2 separate regions of the Mus musculus genome follow, and region 2 is linked to region 1. A link is a contact called in public targeted proximity ligation data. All regions are on one chromosome and are shown on one strand. The core of a region is the stretch at or near the end of the contact, and the rest is flanking DNA. Distances in the headings are between cores, read along the strand shown.

Region 1 (7,116 bases), core at 578-3,077:
CTGTCAGGATAGCAAGCAGCGCAATAATGCACGAAAGGATATTGGGCAAGCGTTTCTGAATAGTGGGAAGGTATTCCGGTTAAGCCGTTTAATAGTAACGTTGAAGGCAGTGTATAAACATGTATTTATCTCTAGCCAAGTAATTAAAATGCCAATCATTTCTATGATTGCAGAGATCTCAACCTCCTTAAAAAGCCCTCAAGAGCCTCACCACCATTATTCAGGTAGGAAGTGTGTGTGCACAGATGGGTCAACTGAGCAAAATGTGTGGGATTCTACACTTGTAAACATAAGCGTCCATCAACTCCACATTGTCAACACTGCTTCAATTCAGAAAATTATTTACTCGAATGGCTGGAATAATTAGACTCAAAAGAACAAGTTGTTGGGATTTAAGAAAATTCACATAAAAAATGTGCATGTGTGTTGGCAAATTTGGAAGAAGAAGCCCTTAGTGTCTAAAATTTCCTTGCAAGCTCAGTGCTAGCCAAAAGCCATATATTTTAGTGTTTTGAGCATCTTTCTTCGTATTGTTCCTTTTTTATTGCCATTCAGGGGCTTGAACTCAGAGCCTTGCTGGAAAAGTGGTCTACCACTGAGCTAAACCCCAGCCTGATCCCAATATTTTGAATTGGGAAAGGGCAGACTTGAAAGTCCTTCTTAAAGGTAGGTTTGTACCCTCCAGATCCCTCAGTGAACATAACCACTGAATAGAGGCCCCCCCCCCACAGAATAAGGCCAACAAATGTGCCTTGCAAAGATGCCATTTAGCAGAGATGCCAAGGATCTCGACTCTGTCATTAGGCAATGCTTCATAGCACTTCAGTTGTCTTTCTTTGAGAGTAGGAATGATTGTCCTTGCTCTTTCTGAGGGACAGTCTGCCAAAGGGCTAGTTGAGAATTAAGAGGCAAATGTTTTGAGATGCACACTAACTTAGACCAGCTGGACTTATGCCACGTTATGGTTCCTCCAGGGTCATAGCTCTCAGTGGGCGAGATAACACAAGGACAGGGCTTTTACTGAGTTTAACACTCAGTGTGAACAAGACCTTGCCAGCACTGTAATTACTGGTCTTATTATATGAAGGTCATTTGTTTAGGGTCCCATAATAAACTGTCTTATTCTGAATTCTCCTCTGTGGTGAATAATGGATCTGTGGATTCCTGCCTCCTCAGTCTAGGCTCCTATGACTGACTCCTCTAGCTCAGCAGTAATCTATTATTTTGACTCTAACTGCCAGCTGTAGAGAGTCTCTAGCGAGGAATACTGTAACTTGCACAGACTCTGATCTGTTAGGCTATGCCTCTTGGCAGGAAAATGCAGATCACTCGCTTCTAATTAAAATTAGTGTTCCATCCTCTCTGGGAAAAAGAAGGCAAACTCCACAAAACCAACAGTAGATGTCCCCACAGACCACTGTGCACTGAGTTTGCTTCGGAAAAAGGAAACTAGAGAATGTGGAACATAGATTAAAAACCATTTATAAGAAAGAATCATACATTATTTGAATTAGTGTCTCATTTGTTATTGGGAGAGAAAAGAGATAGCCCCTTCATAGACCATGTTATATAACCTCATATAAAAGTTTTCTAAGACTAAGATATCCTTTTGATTTAAGGTGCACTTTATATTTAAAACTATTATATATAATAGTTTTTGCTAGTGGGAAAAAATAAAGGATGCTTGAAATGAAATATTCTGGAATTCATGTGTATTCTTGTGTGTGTGGCTTTCTGTAGGTTTAATTGTTGATACAGTCCTAAAGTAGTCAATCTGTTTTTGTTTGCAGCCATTGAAAGGAATAATTTAATGAGACTGTCTCAGACCATACCGTTTACACCAATCCAGCTGTTCAGTGAGTAACATCTCCCTCCTCTCGAGGCTAGGCAAGGGTAGACTGAATGTCAGCGTGCAACAGAAAAGACACCATGTGCCTCGTTTGACTCACAAATTTTATTTTGTCCACGTTGTAGATTAAGGAGATTCACTTCCCAAAGTAGAGATTGTTAACTACTGTGGGCAGCATTTAGGGTCAGAAGCTGAGCCTGTGGGGCTGGGACCTCCATGGGTCAGCGGTTGGGAAGCAAGCGTGATCCTGCACCTGGCATTCAATGATTTGAGGCCGGACACACGCATCGGGAAGAAAAGAACAAACCAACCTTATATAATGAACACAGAAGAAAGCACGGCATGTCAGTATGCTGAAAGCTGACAGGCATGGGAAGAGAAATCCTTTGTTTGTTGTTTTATATTTGTTTGTTTTGTTTCACATCCGTGGATTGCTCTTTCCTCCGACTGCAAATGTAGCTTTTAAAATCTGGAGAAGTAAAGAGAAGCAAGTTCGAGTTAGCCAAGGGTACCCGAGGTTTTCTGCCTAGCAGAATGAAGCACAGTTGACAGTGTAACAAAGGTCCCTACACTGCCTTCCCTCCTCAGTCTCTTCTCACTGTTCCAATGGGGGAAAGACCAGGTTGGCTACTGATTGTTTATGCAGACGATTTCTTCTTCCTCTTGGCTCCATGGTTCATTTTGCAAATCAATAGCTCTTCTCTAAAGTCCTAAAGGAATTAGGACTCCAAAGAGCTCTTCAGTGGTGTTTACTTTGAGCATCAAGAATAAACATTTGAGAATATACCACACAGTCTCCAGAATTGATAAGGAACTAGATATGAGGTTGAGAGAATAGATTTGGTAACTTCATATGGTGTTCACAGAAAACAAACAAGGAGGCAAACAATAATAATAACATAGGGGATATCTGAAGTAAAGATATAAGGAAGGTATAAAAGGTATAAGCAATGGGCTACAACCGAGAGAGAACTTCTGTGTGGATTGTTACTCCTCTTATGCAGCAATAAGATACCCAAGCCCAGGGGTGAGCCCTTTCTGTTCTCTAAGCTTAAAGTGAGAGCAGTGTTTTATGGATTCAGTATTTTTAAGTGGGGCTAAGTCTGTTCCTGAGGTCCTAGCTTGCTCTAAGCCTGATGACATATGTAATCTGTACAGCAAACCACTGAAACAAATGTTATCATTCATTCTTGCTGAGGAGGAAATGGAGGGTTTCAGTAGCTTGCTGACAAGCTCAAAAGCTCAGGGTATGAACTTGCAATCGAGTGACTTCCACTGGGTAAAAACATGCATTATTGGTGAAGTAAAATTACCCTTTGCAGAGCAGGAGAAACAAGCAAAACCACACCCAGAAAACAAAATCCATCATGTTGTTTATGTATAAAAGCATGGATAAACATATAGATATGTGTATATTATATGAAGGATAGTTGTAAAACTGCTTGCTCCTTAGGGGGCTAGTAATGAATAAATACAGGTTAAATTGTTTCCATAGATATATTTGTCTCAAGCCAGGGTGTCATTATCACATGCCTATAATCTCACCACTCAGGAGGTAGGGCAAACGGACCAAAGATTTGGAGCTAGTCTGTGATATGTAATGATTGCTAGCTAGGTTAGCCTTAATTATAAAGCAAATCATGTCTCCAATAAAAAGTCTAACAATGCTGACATATTTATACTGCTTTTAATACCGATAACTAGTTAGTTTATAGTAAGTACAACTTAATTCTTATATGCCATTTGATGGTTTATTCCTCCTTACCCTCCCCACCTTCACTGGAGGGCAAGTCAGGCCAATTTGTACCTTGACTCTGCTCTAGCTCCTGCTAGCTGTACCCTCCTTTGATGACAGACACAGCTGAACAGATTCTGAGTTGATCTTCAGGGCACCAAGCACACTCCAGACCCCGTATTTTATTTAACTGGCTTTCACTTCTTATTGCAGCAGGAGAGGAAGTGACCATCTACAAGCTTGAAGAAAGTTCTCCTCTGACCCTGGATAAGAGCATGTCCTCTTGGTCGCAGCATGGCAGAGCTGCCATGATTCAGGTGCTGTCACAAGAGGAAATGGATGGGGGTCTCCGCAAAGCCATGCGAGTTATCAGCACCTGGTCTGAGGATGATGTTCTCAAGCCTGGGCAGGTTTTCATTGTGAAGTCTTTTCTCCCCGAGGTTGTGCAGACGTGGTATAAAATCTTCCAGGAGAGCACTGTGCTTCATCTTTGCCTTAGGGTAAGCCAGAACCTTAGATACCGAGATCCCAGAAAGGAGAACATAACAACACAGAGGTCTTTGGCTACATCTTTATCTAAGATGGATTTTCCTCAACTGAAAAAGAGTCTTTTAGTTTTGGAAGGTGGTAGTTTTTTTTATTTTTGTTGTAAAGGACATTTGCTTTGTGGGTAGAGTGGTAGAAGGTAAATAATATTAAATGTTGGGCAGTCTAGAAACCTGGCACTGTGCCTCTTCATTATAAGAAGAATTCCTATTAACCTCTTCTCAGCCCATTAGACATTAGAAATACCAGACCCATGGGAAAGTTCTCCAATGGTGCTTTTTGGGTTCTTCCTTCCATAGTTATACAGGCTGATATAAAGATCTTTTATAAGCAAGACTATGTATGTTAGTGAACAATTATTTAAATTTTTTGGGAATTTAATAAATGCTGTATTTACAACATTGCCACTTCTGTCTCCCTCTCCAACTTCTCCCATGTCCTCTGATACTGTCCCAAACTCATGTCTTTTCCTAGAATTATACGAGTAACTGACATTGATCACATATGCATTTGGTATATATATTTTAAATAATTCTTTCTCTCTCTCTCTCTCTCTCTCTCTCTCTCTCTCTCTCTCTCTCAAGGAAATTCAACAGCAAAGAGCTGCCCAAAAACTCATCTATACCTTTAACCAAGTAAAACCACAAACCATTCCCTATACACCAAGGTGAGTAAACCTGGCACTGTGGCTCTTCATTATAAGAAGAATTCCTATTAACCTCTTCTCAGCCCATTAGACTTTAGAAATACCAGACCCACGGGGAAGTTCTCCAATGGTGCTTTTCGGGGTTCTTCCTTCCAAAGTTGTACAGACTGGTATAAAGATAATTAGATGTTCCAGACATACCTTGGCTTAAGTTCCTAAAATTATGCGAGTGGAAAAAAGTTCAAGCAGATTGATGATCAACATTTCAATTAGGTGAGACAGGCAGATCCTGGGTGCAGTTGCTAATGCCCAGGGGTATTATGGCCCCAAATCATGTCTATTTAAAGCTTAGTTACTTCCCTAGCATCCTAAACCAATTAGGAAGTTTGTAATCACGAATACTCACAATTTCCCCTGGGGTGTCTTGATATGCTTGTATTCACTTATCAAGGCAGATCATAATTTGGTGTGGAGGAATTAGAATAAAGCCTTTCCCCCCTGTTTTACAAGAAATTTTATAGAGCCTGGCAAGAAAAATTGGACTCGGTACTCATAAAATAGTTGGAAAGTTTTCTCAAAGAAAAGGGAGGCAAGTAAGCATGGGAACAAACCTCCCAGCTGTCTTTTTCCTTCCTTCCATAGAAAGGCCAAGGTTTGGTGATTTGTGCAGCCGAGTGCTCTGTAGGGTAGCTGCCATGCTTGCTATATTGTGTGTGAGTTGGGGCATCATTGGCTTCTTTTGTTCCTCACAGGTTTCTCGAGGTTTCCTTGGTCTACTGCCATTCAGCCAACCAATGGTTAACCATTGAGAAGTACATGACAGGGGAGTTCCGGAAATACAATAACAACAATGGTGATGAAATAGCTCCCACCAATACCCTGGAAGAACTGATGTTGGCTTTCTCTCACTGGACCTATGAATATACCCGGGGAGAGCTGCTGGTTTTAGATTTGCAAGGTAATTAATTGAAAATGTAGAGTTTCCAGAAATCTTACAAGAACTAGGATGGACACATGGAGGTGTTCTACCTAGCTTGGTAGAGAGATTTAGGTGTTTAGTTCAGAAATATTGCACACTGATGAACATGAGTACCCAGTTTGCTGTTTTCTTCTTTGAGGGGAAAATGTAGGCACAGAGTCATGCTTAGATCTTAAACATTGAACTCAATGGGTAATGGCTTTTGTACTTTGTTTTGGTGTTACCCTTTGCCTTGCCTTATGCTTACCAGAAAATTTAGATTTGTATTCACATACATGGGGAAGTTTAAATTCTGGATACTTTTCATTATATGGAGTTTATTGCCTTGGTAATTTATAATTTAGCTTGCCTTCTTTGATATATCCCTTGATATGACAGTTCAGGGAAGTCCTTGGCTCCAAAAAAGGGCTGCAGTGCACTCTTATTTAATGGAAGCCTTTGATCAGAGAATTTCCCACTATCCCCACCTCCTGCTGGATGTCTAATTCCACAGAACATCAGAGCGTCTCCAGCAGGCTTTCCTTGTAAGGAGGACACAGAATGTGTGTTATGGCTGAAGTTTAGTTTTTGGGCTCATGGACTGGAGCTTTGGGGTCAAATAAAGGACTTGGCCCAGAAGTTTTCATAAAAATGACCTCATTTAATCCCAGAAGCAGCACCTCAAAGCATATATTATTGACAATTTAGGACCAGAAAGTATAAATAATTTGCCTCAGGTTACACAGCTCTTAAAGAGGAAGCAGGACATAGGCTTAAGCTGGTCTGACTCTATATATCCTTTTCTCCTCCTTGTACTACTGTGTTTGAGACTGTCATTCAGAAAGGAAATAACCACCTTGGGGTGCATTTCATCAACCTGAACTTTGCTGTCTTCTCTTGTCTTCTTTTGTCTTCTTTTGTCTTCTCTTGTCTTCGCCTTGCCTCGCCTCCCCTCCCCTCCCCTCCCCTCCCCTCCCCTCCCCTCCCCTCCCCTCCCCTCCCTGTCCCTCCTCTCCTGTACTCTCCTCTTCTTTTCTGATTTTCTTCACATTCCAGTTCTTGGCAAAAAACAGGTTTGGAGGCCTGAGGAATGTTGATATTAACATTGCTGGGGCATCAGGATCAATGTCTGGGAATATGCAAATTCAGTTTGAAATTTGGATCACATGTTCACTGATCTATCTACACATAAAATGCTGCACAACATAACTAAGTATGTCTGCCTTTTGATATTTCTGGTGTTCTCAAGGCTGGATTATATTTCTAAACCTCAAACACAGTTTTTTTTTTAAAAGGAAGAAATATAAACTGAATTAACATGTTCAAAAAAATTCATCTTTTTATACCAGCAAGCACTTGATGAATATATGCCCAGAGTGGGG
Region 2 (6,481 bases), core at 247-2,746, 370 kb after region 1:
GGGGGTGGGTGGGTATGGGGGACTTTTGGTATAGCATTGGAAATGTAAATGAGCTAAATACCTAATAAAAAATGGAAAAAAAGAGATGCTAAGAATCTGGGAAAATGGGCAAAGCATTTTCCCGTATGGGCCAGACTTGAAGTTGTATACAAACATTAGCAACTACAGCTTCCTCCTCCTGGATAATTACAACCTGAGACTCCTTACTTATTGAGATCTTCTCCAGAGACTAGCCAACTCCATCATGTCACCTGTGCTGGTTGTGATAAGCACACTGAAGTTCCAGGATGCAGTGGTAGGAGGTGTCATTCCATCAGAGGCCGCAAAGCAAGTGTCTGTAAGCAAACTGAGGACCAATGCAGGCATGAGCCAAAGTTCACAAGGTAAGTTCCTACATGCATGCATTTGGTTCTGTAGTGTGGCTAACTTTGCAAGATAATCATGAACAAAAATCATGGCAGAGACTTTAGTCAATAGGAATTTTATTGCTGATAGGTTTTTAAGTAAGGAATCTTTGATTGCAGGAAACAAAAGTGCAGGTGAGAGACAGGGGGGATGGATGTAATTTTCTCTGTTTTAGAAGCTGGTGGTTATTTCCACTGCAAAGAAAAAAAAAGAAAGGCAAACCAAAAGCAAACAAGCAATCCCCCAAAAAACCAAAAAAATAAAATAAAATAAAATCCCCAAACATTGACTATATATCAAGAAATTAAAGGGCAGTTCTTGGATAAAATTTAAGAAGTGCTAACTAAAGGCATTTTTAGTAAACTTTGAAGAAATATAACAGAAAAAATATTTTCAATGTGTAATTTACTTCAGAGGTATTAATGTAGTCTATAGTGATAAGGTTTACAAATTGTTCAGTCCCTCAAATTACATGGAAGAACACCACACCAAGAATCCCCAGGGCAGCTCAGCTCCCTGGAGCTTGTCAGCCTCAAACCTATGTCCACATGATGTAGAAGAGGTGTTCATGTCTGATCTGAAATCAAATTGTCAACATATGAATTTTGGAAATTGTTTTCAGAGAAAAGATAACTTTGTCAACTCACTCCTACTTCTGAAGTCAAGTATTTATTTATGAAAGGAAAAGAGCCTGATTATTTACCTAAATTCAAACCTGAAGCCACAGTGACTTGAGCAAAAGCCAGTGCCTTTATTCTGATGTTATTCAGACTTCCCAGCAAGTCTGCTGGACACTTGACAGTAGTAAGAATTTGATTTAACAGCTCTAGGCACTTCACGTGGATAAAAATTAGAAGGGGATGAAAATGGAAAACGTGTCTTTTCAGGAGGTAGGGTTGATCATTTTTCTTTCTGCCCTGAATCGGTAGACTCATGACACAAAATACTCTCTACTCACGCATTGTTTCACGTCACAGGTCAATTCCTGTTTCCAGAGTTTTTATGCCCACGAGTGAGAGAGCAGAGCTGACTCATAAATGGGCAGCACTTTTGCTTGTACTTTCAGTCCTTTCAACAAATGTAAATAGGTGACTCAGCCTCTTTACAAAGCACAATTCCAGAGTTCTGTGCAACCAAATCCTGTCTTTATGTCATCTCTTACCTCAGCACCCTTTGTGGAAGAGTTAGGAGGGGGAGGAGGCCGTTAGCAGGCATCCTGTCAATTGAGGTTGATTGCTCAAAGAGAAATGTAAACAGAGCAAGACAAAAGGTTTGCTTGTATCCATGGAAATCCAGTCTGGGCTTCATGGACTTTCAAGAGGCTACAACAGAGGACCAGTTCACACTGGATGGATAAGGGGTGGGGGTGGCAATGGGAAGCTGTAACAGTGATCAGAGAAATCTAGTAGTTAAGGCAGATTCTAGCCCCTAATAACCAGGAAGCAACATATAAAATCTAGCTGTGAGTCAAATATGACTCAGGGAGTGATACAGGCAGCTCAGTGTCTGAGAAATAAATGGCTCGATCCTAAGATTGGCAATCCTACTGAGTCAACCACAGCACCTACAAAGTCCTGGTATATTCATCATCAGTGTCGTCACCATCATTGTCCCACCCAAATGATTTAATTCCACAAGCCATTTTCACATTAATGATGGTCTTGCGTTCCACAGATGGCAGGTGGATATAGCTACAGTTCATTTTGTAGAGGAGGAAACCAAGGCACATAGCCATGAAATACTTTCTTTAAAATCATCAAGCTAGTTAGTAGCAGATGGAACCCCTTCACCAACACACTTAGGTTTCTAATACAAAAATTTAAGTATGAAATCGGCATCTTAATTTATATCCTATGCAAAAGAAATGAAACGTAGCATAGATAATTTCAGTAGAGACTACCATAGGATTGGGACAATGGAACATTTTCATTCATGGTAGGCTTCTTGTCCTTGACGGAAATCTTTTGTAAGCAAATCTCTTTTTTTTTTTTTTGGAACAATATATTCATTTGTCTCAAATGCATAAAAGAAGACATCAATTGTGGAGGAAGCTTCCAGAACCTACAGTGAAAAAGAAGTATCTTACTGTTCAGATTCATATATATATATATATATATACATATATATATATATATATATATATACATACATATGTATATATACATATATATACATATATATATATTGTGTAGGACAGCTTTGAATGAGGAACTTAAGACTCTTATCAGTCTTCTACCTAGATGAGAAATTCAGCAAGGAACTGGATCATTTAACTCAGCTTGGTCATATGTATGATTAAGCACTTTGGTTTGATCACTAAGGGCACACGCACTTGTACAATAACTAAAAATTAAATTCAACATACTCACTCTAGAGTACTAATTTGAATCATTTTATCAACTAAGAATATCACCTGCTTCATCACATAAACCAAGTTTTGGCCTGGGTAACTTCAAATTCAAATTCTAGTGCTGAACTTAACCAAGAGCTAAAAGCCCAAATCTATTACCATTTCTACAAATCTGACTTCATTTTATTTATCTCTAACAGGTGAAGAAGAGGGTATAGGGGAATTCATAGAGAAGATATTTGCTGAGAAGTAATCCACCATTTACTTCTTATTGTATTTTCCAGTGATAACCCAAAGAATACTTTAATTCATTTCATCAGACCCCAGGCTAGTAAATAACATGCTGGTGTTCTGAGTGCAGCTACTGTTGCTTTCTGCTCTAGACAATGTAGAATAAATGTTGCCAGGATCTCTGAAACAGACTTGCATCTCATAGGTCTGACATGTTACTTCATCTTTGTTCTATCCTTTGAACTGGATTTTTTGAAGGAAAGGCAGGGAAGAAATGGAAGTATGTGTTTCTACCCCACCAAACATGCAAGATATGCAAATATGCTCAATGAGACTATCCTGTTTTTCCTCACATCATTGTAGTTGTTTGCAATTTCTCAGGCTGTCCTGACATTTGTGTCATATGGAAAAGTGAAGGAGCAGAGGGAGACATCGATTTCCTGAAGAGGTCAGAGAGCATACCAGGGGACAGAGACTAGTCAGCAATCAAGCATGCTGCACACACTTTCATTAAGGCTCATGCCTTTCCAAACTGCAATCTTAATTTCTGCTCCTCACTGTTTATGTTGAAGAGGCTCCATTAAGGTTTATTTTAGTTCCCTTCTGTAAAGGACGAAAACATGACATTTTCAGATTAGTCCTGACCCAACATTTTAGGTTATTTTATGCCATCAAATTCTTATTCTAAGGTTCATCTTCTTTTACATGAAAGGAAAAAAAGCTCTTTCTGATGATTAAATAATAAAGAAGGCTGATTGTTTACAGACTCAAGTAACAAGACCCGACTGTGTGCTGTGATCCAATCTCTCTTTTAAATCTAGAAATTTGCATCCTACTTAATGGTGGCATCTGTTGAGAGGAGAAAATTTCCATAGCATGTCTCTATAACAGCCCCAAATCTTGTGGGAAAAAGGCCAGGAGAAAATTTTAAATGAATGCAAACCTCTTGGAAAAATACACTTAGAATCTTCCACTTGATGGGAACTTTGTTTGCAGACAGCAAACAGCCCAACTAGAAAACTCCAACAGCTGTTGCCTTTGGGAAGAATGTACCATTTAAGCATGAGCTAGTCACATCAGAATGACTGCAGGCTGTTGGAGCAGCAAATGCCTTCCTGCACAAGACAGTTATTACAGAGACCCCATGCCAAAATAATATTCCATTTTGTTATTTTTAATGATATTTTCTAAGACAAGGTATGAGGACTACGTGGAGCAGAGCTTAGCACCTTGTCAGCCATGTGCCATGAAGGTGATCAACTCGGTTGGCATTGTTCTGAGCAGGAATGTTCTGGATACCTTTAATTTTTACCTTATGTCTGTCAATTTGAGCATATCATTTATCTCTCTTTGGCAACTTTATTTTGGTGGGAGGATGGTAGATACCAGTGGACTGATCAAAAAGACTCTGAATAGAGTAAGGATGTTGGGTTGGGTAATGACCCATTAATCCTCCATAGGTTCAAGGTCACCTTTCTCAGGGGAGTGACATGATAGACTGTGACTGGTATGTCATAGCACTGGGAATTTTATGGCTAGTCTCCTTGTGAGGGCACACTTCTGTTGATTTTCTGTCTATCAGGATTCAGGGCAATGTAACAATGTTCAGATAACCACCCTGGGAGCTCTTTCTTTATGCTCTGCATGTTTATTGATATTGTCATTGCTCAGACCTTGTTAGGTAGCTATTTCTGTAAAAGACAATTTTGTAGCAGAGTTCCTGATATTCTGGCTCTCATAATCTTTCTGTATCATCTTTTGTGATGTTGTCTGAGACAGAGATACAGGAGATGTACTATATAGATGTGTCTATTGGGACTGGTCTTCCCACAATCCATTGGTATCTACATTGAATATAGTTGTTTTCTGTGATGGTCTCTATTTGCTATAAAAGGAAGCTTCTTCAATGAAGGTGACAGCTATACTTATCTGTTGGTCTAAAGATAAAGAGTTTAAATGTAGTTAGGAATTACGTTGTCTGGCAAAGTAGTGGTAGTAGATTCTTTTCAAAGATCTAACTAGCTCCATAAAATTGGCCCAGTTTCTAGTATATTTTTCTTCCTATTGAGTTGGTCTTATGTCCAATTAGATAGTTGTAGGTTACCAACAATATCTGAGTGCCTCTTATTCCAGTTTTCTGGAATTCTTACCATGGTGGTCATTGCTGTAGTTCAAGGCTGTTGTAGAATCACCAATCAATCACTTTTCTTCCTTGACAGTTTAGTATCTCTTGATACCATGGAAACTAGACTCTAGGAAATAGCTTTTTAGGTCAGATCCAAACTGAATAATTTGAACCCTGTATCCTACGTATGCTGTGTTCTCAACCTATGAGGGGCAAAAAGGAGCAGCAACCAGAGTCTATAATGGTTTAGGGGCCACTTGGGCTTTTCTTATAAACATTTCTAAAGGTAATTTTTCACGCATGACACTGGGGCATTTATTACTCTATATTGTGCATATTTTGATGGGATTCCATTGAATCTATAAATTGCTTTTGGTAGTATGGTTATGTTCAAAATATTAATTTTATATTCCATGAACTTGGGGTGCCTTTCCATTTTTTAATGCCTTCCTACTCAATTTCTTTTTTCATAGATTGATTTTTTTTCCTTGTAGGTGTCTTTAACCTCCTTGGTTAGGTTTATTCCAAAATATTTTATTTTATTTGATGCTACAGTAACTGGGACCATGTCTATAATCTGTTTTTGTAGTTAGTGACATATAGAAAGGCTATTGATATTTGCAAGGGTATTTTGTATCTTGCTACTTTTACTGAGTTTGTTGATTGCTTCTAGAAGTTTTCTGGTAGAATTTTTGGGATATTTTATGTAAAACATGTCATCGGAAATTGACATATTTGACTTCTTCTTGTCCTATTTATATCTCTCGCTTTATTTCTCCAGCTGGAGTTTCAAGCACTATCTTGAAAGGAAGTGGAGAAAGTGGTAAGCTCTATCTTGTTCCCAATTTTACTGGGATTGCTTTGAGTTTTTCTTTATTTAGAATAATACAGGCTTTAAGCTCGTCATATATAACCTTTATTATGTTAATGTATGCTCCTTTCACTCCAGCTCTTTCTAGTACTTTTATCCTGAAAGCTTGTTGGATATTGTCAAATTATTGTGTGTGTGTATCTAATGAGGTGATCAGTTGATTTTTGTAGTTAAGTAAATTTATAAGATTTTTTGTATTTATTTACTTATGTATGCCATACAATATGGAGTGTAAAAGAATCCTGCTGTGGATATGTGTTGTTGACATGGGCATATCATGTCAAAAACTCCATCCTCAGACTCCCAGGAAAATGGGAAAGCCTATAATTCTGGTCCATCTTTTTATGATAGGGTGTGCACAAAATTTCCACCATAACTTCCCCCACCCCCCCACTGGATGTTAATGGTTTGAACGCTGCTCTCCTACAAAGACTGCTCCTACTGAAATTATCTAAAGAATTGTTTTGATCCTGGTATGCTGTTTAGCTGTATGTAAAAA

Evidence for each region.
Region 2: a targeted proximity ligation map of astrocytes shows a contact between it and region 1, with 2.7 times the contacts expected there. A contact is called at or near these places in 1 of 484 Hi-C or Micro-C datasets (cortical neurons) and 2 of 130 datasets of targeted methods (astrocytes and stem cell-derived neural progenitor cells).

Annotation. Positions count from the first base shown.
Region 1 is chr19:18,872,039-18,879,154 of GRCm38.p6, forward strand. It overlaps Trpm6 (transient receptor potential cation channel, subfamily M, member 6), which reads left to right. Exons shown (of 39, transcript NM_153417.2): 32 at 174-224; 33 at 1,791-1,856; 34 at 3,798-4,084; 35 at 4,715-4,797; 36 at 5,529-5,734. Among named protein-coding and RNA genes, the nearest start is that of Gm41814, 130 kb to the left of the region's middle.
Region 2 is chr19:19,245,430-19,251,910 of GRCm38.p6, forward strand. Gm50212 (a long non-coding RNA gene) reads right to left here. Exons shown (of 3, transcript XR_003952876.1): 2 at 252-346. Among named protein-coding and RNA genes, the nearest start is that of Gm25437, 27 kb to the right of the region's middle.